Linked DNA regions of Macaca mulatta: region 1 is linked to region 2. A link is a contact called in public Hi-C data. All regions are on one chromosome and are shown on one strand. The core of a region is the stretch at or near the end of the contact, and the rest is flanking DNA. Distances in the headings are between cores, read along the strand shown.

Evidence for each region. Hi-C and Micro-C count contacts between places; a contact is called where the count stands out from the background.
Region 1: a Hi-C map of fetal cortex germinal zone shows a contact between it and region 2, with 2.5 times the contacts expected there. The contact joins the promoter of ANKRD37 here to the promoter of CFAP97 in region 2. A contact is called at or near these places in 2 of 14 Hi-C or Micro-C datasets (fetal cortex germinal zone and fetal cortical plate).

What each region holds. Positions count from the first base shown.
Region 1 is chr5:193,828,696-193,831,395 of T2T-MMU8v2.0, reverse strand. ANKRD37 (ankyrin repeat domain 37) reads right to left here and starts at 1,285. Exons shown (of 5, transcript XM_015139624.3): 1 at 1,018-1,285; 2 at 681-833. The coding sequence starts at 1,044. LRP2BP (LRP2 binding protein) reads left to right here and starts at 681. Exons shown (of 9, transcript XM_015139616.3): 1 at 681-1,115.
Region 2 is chr5:193,643,444-193,646,177 of T2T-MMU8v2.0, reverse strand. CFAP97 (cilia and flagella associated protein 97) reads left to right here and starts at 1,285. Exons shown (of 4, transcript XM_078002495.1): 1 at 1,285-1,379.

The sequences.
Region 1 (2,700 bases), core at 36-2,535, 190 kb before region 2:
AAGAGCAAAACTCTGTCTCAAAATAAACAAAAACGTGTAGCCATATCCATATACATTAAAATGTAAGCAAATAAAAAGAGTTCTCCCAGAAGAGTTTACAATTTAAAATTCACCATGTTTCAATATTCAACGGAAGATGAAAACTACATTAAGAAAATTCTTTAGGAAATTAAAATGCTTGTGGACATAGCTCACAAGTATTTGAATTGCTACCGGGAGACTTAGTAATGTAGCAATTACTTCTTTTGAAATAAACTAGATCTGTGCTGTTCAATATGAGTCAATAGCTACTTAAGGCTAGAGTATCTGAAATGTGGCTAGTCTGATTGGAGATATGCTGTCACACCGGATTGTGAAGACACAGAGTAAAAGAAAATGTAAAACATCTAATCAGCAATTGCTTTATGTTGATTACATATTGAACTGATGATAATTTGGACAAATTGGGTCAAATACTAAAATTCCATGTTTATTAATGTGGCTACTTAAAAACTTGAAATTTCTCATGTCCTCACATCAAGACTGGAAAAAAATTTTAAATTACATCTGTGTCTTGCATTCTATTTCTGTTGGACATCGCTGCTATAGAGCTGAAGCAACTCTCGGCGTCTGAGAAATGTTTGTTTGGATCTGGGCTGGAGGGGAGGGCTGTGCACAGCAACAATCAGTTACCTAGTTACCTGTTGGTTGAGGTCAGCGCCCGTTTGCAGCTGCCAGAGAAGAAAGCAAGCAAGGCCGCTTCCTGCGGCTAAGTGGACAGGCGACTGCTCGCAGGGATCCGGGGGTGCGTTGACCGAGGCTCCTGTCTCCAGCAAATGCTTCAGACCATCCACCTGCGGGAAGAGAACAGATCCAGCACCTCTCTCACCTTTGTCCAGTCCCGCGCCCCTCCAGGCTGGAAATCTCCTCGCCCTTCGCAACCTCTGACCAGGCGAGACCAGGCAGCGCCCAGTGGTCAGTCCCCGCGTTCCCGAGAAAACGCGTCTGGAAACTTGAGCCTGCAGGACGAAAGCTCACCTCGGGGTTGCAATCCAGCAACAGCATTTCCCGCCTAAGGCAGATGACAAGAGTCCTTGGAAGCGCAGAGCGGTGGGACGCTCGCCGCACCGCGGCAGGTAAGAGTGCGCACCGGCGCCGGCCCCAGCACGGGAGAATTTAAAGACCACTGGGACTTGCGGGCCGGCCCTTGGCAGCCGCGCCCCAGCTCCGGTTGCGCCCGAGCAGTCTAATCCCCAACCACCTGGACCCGGTCCAGCCCCGCGGAGGCCGCACGTACACAAACACTGGCACGTGGAGCCCGGCGCCGGGGGCAGGATGGGGCGGGGGCGGGCGCGCGAGGCCATCCGCCGATTGGCCAGCTGCGGATGCGCCAGGCCCTCCCACCTCGGGGCGGGGCCCGCGGCCGCCGCACGGAGCCTCAGCGCGCGTGCGCAGGGTAAGTCAGTGGGCGGGGACGGACGGGAGCCCGGGCGGGAGGGGTGCCGCGGCCGCCATGAGGCGCGCTGAGTTTGACACGTCTCCTGATAGCGCGCCCGCCCTTTAATCCTTCCGGAGAAGCGGGAGTTTCGGCCGCAGGTTTTGGCTCTGCCGGCGCGCACGTAACCAGGAAACAGGGAGCCGCACGCAGCTCCCCGTCGACGCCGCGCTCAGAAGCCGCTGTGCACCGCGCTGCTGCCGCCTCGGCGCCGGGGAATGCGAGTTCCTTTATCTCGCGCGCCGTCGCCCGCTTCCCAACCCGGGGCGTGAAGGCAGGGACTGCGAGCGCGAATTCGAGGGGATGGCTGTCCCGAGCGGCAACGGCCGAGCCCGGCCCCCGCAGGGGTCCTTGTGGAGGAGCCCCCGGGGAGAGGCCGCAGCACGCTGTGGCCGTCACGCCGGTCCACGCCGGGCTCTCCTCACGGGAGAGCGGCCCCGGCCGCGTGCGATTCGGACCCGCGGGGCTGGGGATGGCGCCCTCCTGCGCCGCGGGTGCTGCCGGGCGTGCGTCGCTGCTTTGGTAGAACAGACCTGACTTCCGATGGCTGCCGCTGACGTCAGAGCTGCTCCCTAGACTCTCCCTAAGCGCCTTTCCAGAAGGATCTGCGTAGACACCAAAGCTCCAGCCTAGTGGTTTCTTTTCCCCTACACTTTTAGTGATTCCCTTGTGTTGATGTCTTTGAAAGCACGGAGGAATAAATACGTTTGTTATTGTGCTGTTAGAAGACAAGCTCATGCTTGTCCTCTAAAGATAAGTGGTCTTTTCATTCTAATTTTTGTTCTGTAGTAAGAGCCATAAAATTTGCAATCGCAAGTTTATGTTGTTAGTTACCCAAGGGGTGGTTTTAAGCATTTTTACTCATATGAATGTTTGAACATAAATGTGTGTTCAAACATAGAATCATTCTTACATTAGGTATTTTTAATACTTAAACTATTCGCAATACCTTTTAATGATGTTTAAAGAATGGCAGTGCAGAGATTACTGTCAGAGAGTTGTGAGGTGATCACGTGTCCATATTGCCAATTTCCCTTTTGTTTAAATTCAGTAAACATTCCTTTTTAAAACACATGCATTGAAGCTTCAGGTTTGCACAGAAGTTCATTTTCAGGAATTCCCTTCAAAGAGTATCAGACACGTTCTTAGAGTTTTGAACATAAATATTGCAGTTAGCATATGTAATGGGATATTTGTGTGGTGAAAGTGCCTCCATATTTCATATC
Region 2 (2,734 bases), core at 36-2,535:
ATATTATTCAGGCTGGTCTTGAACCCCTCTCAGATGGCCCACCCGCTTCAGCCTCCCAAAGTGCTGGGATTACAGGCGTGAGCCACCACGCCCAACCAATGGTTTCTTTTAGGCAACAAAAAGAGAATTGATTATACTTTTGGTAATTAAGACCAACAAGTACAAAATGCATTGTGAAGGACCAAAACAGACAATCTTTACTGGAACTCCCCGGGACAGGGTAAGACCCATATTTCCTACCCTTCTTTGCACTTAGGGTATGAACAATATTTATTGAGTACCTACTGGATTGGGTACCATTGCTGCTATAACAAATTACTACACATTTAGTAGTTAAAACAACACAAGTGTATCGTCTTACAGTGCTGAAGGTCTTAAGTCTAAAATCAAAATTTGTGGGCTCGGGTTCCTTCCGAAGGTTTCAGGAGAGAATCCGTTTCCTCCTTTTGCAGCTCCTACCTGCACTCCTTGGCTCATTACCTCTTTCTGACATCACTCCAACCTCTAGCTTCTGTGCTCACAGCTCCCACTACTGACTTTGAACTTCTTGTCTCCCTCTTATAAGGACCTTTGTGATTCCGTTGGGTCCACTGGATAATCCAAGTTAATCTTCCCATTTTGATCCTTAATCACATCAGCTAAGTCCTGTCTGCTACATAAGGTGACATATTCACGTGATGTGGGGATTAGGAGGTACACATTTTTGGGGTGCCATCATCCTACCATACCTGAGAGTTCAACGAGAAGTTATTGCATTCAATATATTCTGCAGAGATCATTTTTACCTTAGATTGTTTTAACTACCCACCTCGTGGACCCCTCGGCAAAGGTCTTTCCATTCTGCTACCAGCCTCTGGTCCATAGGACGAACTAGTGGTATGAACTGAACTTTGCTGATAGAAAATATCACAAACACACAGCCGCCGTCCTTTTTTATTCTTGTTTTGGTAGAGAATTACAAGATAATCAAGGCAGCTTTCCCTATTAACTCACGATAACAACGGGGCCTACCCGCGTCGCCCTAGGCAGCCGGGAGCAGCAGTAATGCCTCTAGGGCGCCCTGGCAACCACGCGGGCTGGACCGCCTTCTTCCGCGGCTCTTCTCGTGTGCGCGTCCCTGGCCCGGCCTCCAGCTCCGCCCGCGTGGAGCCCCGGCCTGGCCGCCTGCCCGCCGCGCTCTGTGACGCCCGCCGCGAGGGCCGCGCGAGGCCCGGCGTGCGCCCCCGCCTCTCCCGAAGCGCCGGGCCCCGCGCCGCCCCTCCTTTCCCTTTCCGCTCTCTCCGCCTCCGGAAGCGCGGGCGCGCGGCGCCGGGAGCCCGTTCAGGGTCGCGGGAGTGCGCCAGCGCCGCGCGTGGGGCTGTGGCGGCCGCGGCTCTCAGGTGAGGGGCGCGCGAGCGGCTCCTGCCTCCCTGCTCGCGGGGTCACGCTCCTTTCCGTTCGAATCCGTTTCCCCGCTCCGGAGCCCAGGCGGCGGCGAGTACTCGGGGTGGGTTTAACGAAGCCTGCGCGGGCGGTGGGAGGCCGCGCCCCCACGACAGAGGCGCCCGTGGCGGCGGGTCCCGGCGCCGCCGCACCCCGTTCCCCGGCGAGAACGGTGGGTCCCGCCCTCTCACGCGTTCCGGGTGGCGTTGAGGGTCGGGATCATCCCTAAATTGAGATTGGGCCGCGACCACATGCAGGGCCCTGACGACTGCCTCCTACCTCTAAGTACTCGAACCTATCCCACGAGGCCCGAGGGACCATTTGCCTTCCGGGGACGGTAGGGGGTGTGGACAAGAGCCCAGAGTTCCTTGAAACAGGTGTTTAATTTGGGCCGGGATTTTCATGTACCCAATTGGGTATCTTGTTGGAGGCCTATTGTACTATTTAACTACAGAAATGTCACAGTAACAAGATGACAGTTTAAAAAGTGTCCGGTGCTTTTCTGTGTATTTTCCTGATGTTCGGTGAAAGCGCTAGTCGGGTTACTGCTGACTGTAGGACCTGGCAAGTGGGGTGTGTCCAGTGACTCCCAGGCAGCTTTGGTGAAAACTTGCCTCTGTCTCTATTTTTATTTTTTGAGACAAGGCCTTGCTCTGTGCCTCAGGGTGGAGTGCACGATCATGTCTCACTGCAGCCTCCCAAGTCCTGGGCTCAAGCCATCCTCCTGTCTCGGCCTCCCAAAGTGCCGTGATTACAGGCGTGAGCCACGCCCCTCCTGGCAAAGCTCTGTCTTGATTGAGCACCAGAGGGTTGTTATGGTCTGATGAACTATCCTTTAATTTTACCCTTTCCTAGTCTGTTGTAAAGAGAGTCTTAACTACTTTATTAAGTCATTTTTCTTATTTATTCTCTGTGGTAAATTAAATCACTTCGTAGTAAATGTTATCAAAAGAATTGCTTAGTGGATGGGAATGTTGGGTAAATTTTCCTGTAAATTAAGTCACATGAGTGTTTAAATCTTTACAATAACGCTGTTGGATGTTATTAACCAAAATTTAAACCTGAAAAGTCTCACAGGCACCGGACTACGCACCATGGCGCGTGAACTGTGGCCATTTAGGGAGGCAGCCGGCTTCCAGCTCTTGGGGACTTGTATGACCTTACCATAGATGCAGATAAAGGCATAGTTCTGGTGTGTGTATCTGGAGGGGTGGGGGAAGAGGACAGCAAACTATCAAGGAAACTAGGCTGAAACACGGTGATTTTTTTTTTTTTTTTTTTTTTTTTTTTGAGATAGGATCTCACTCTGTTG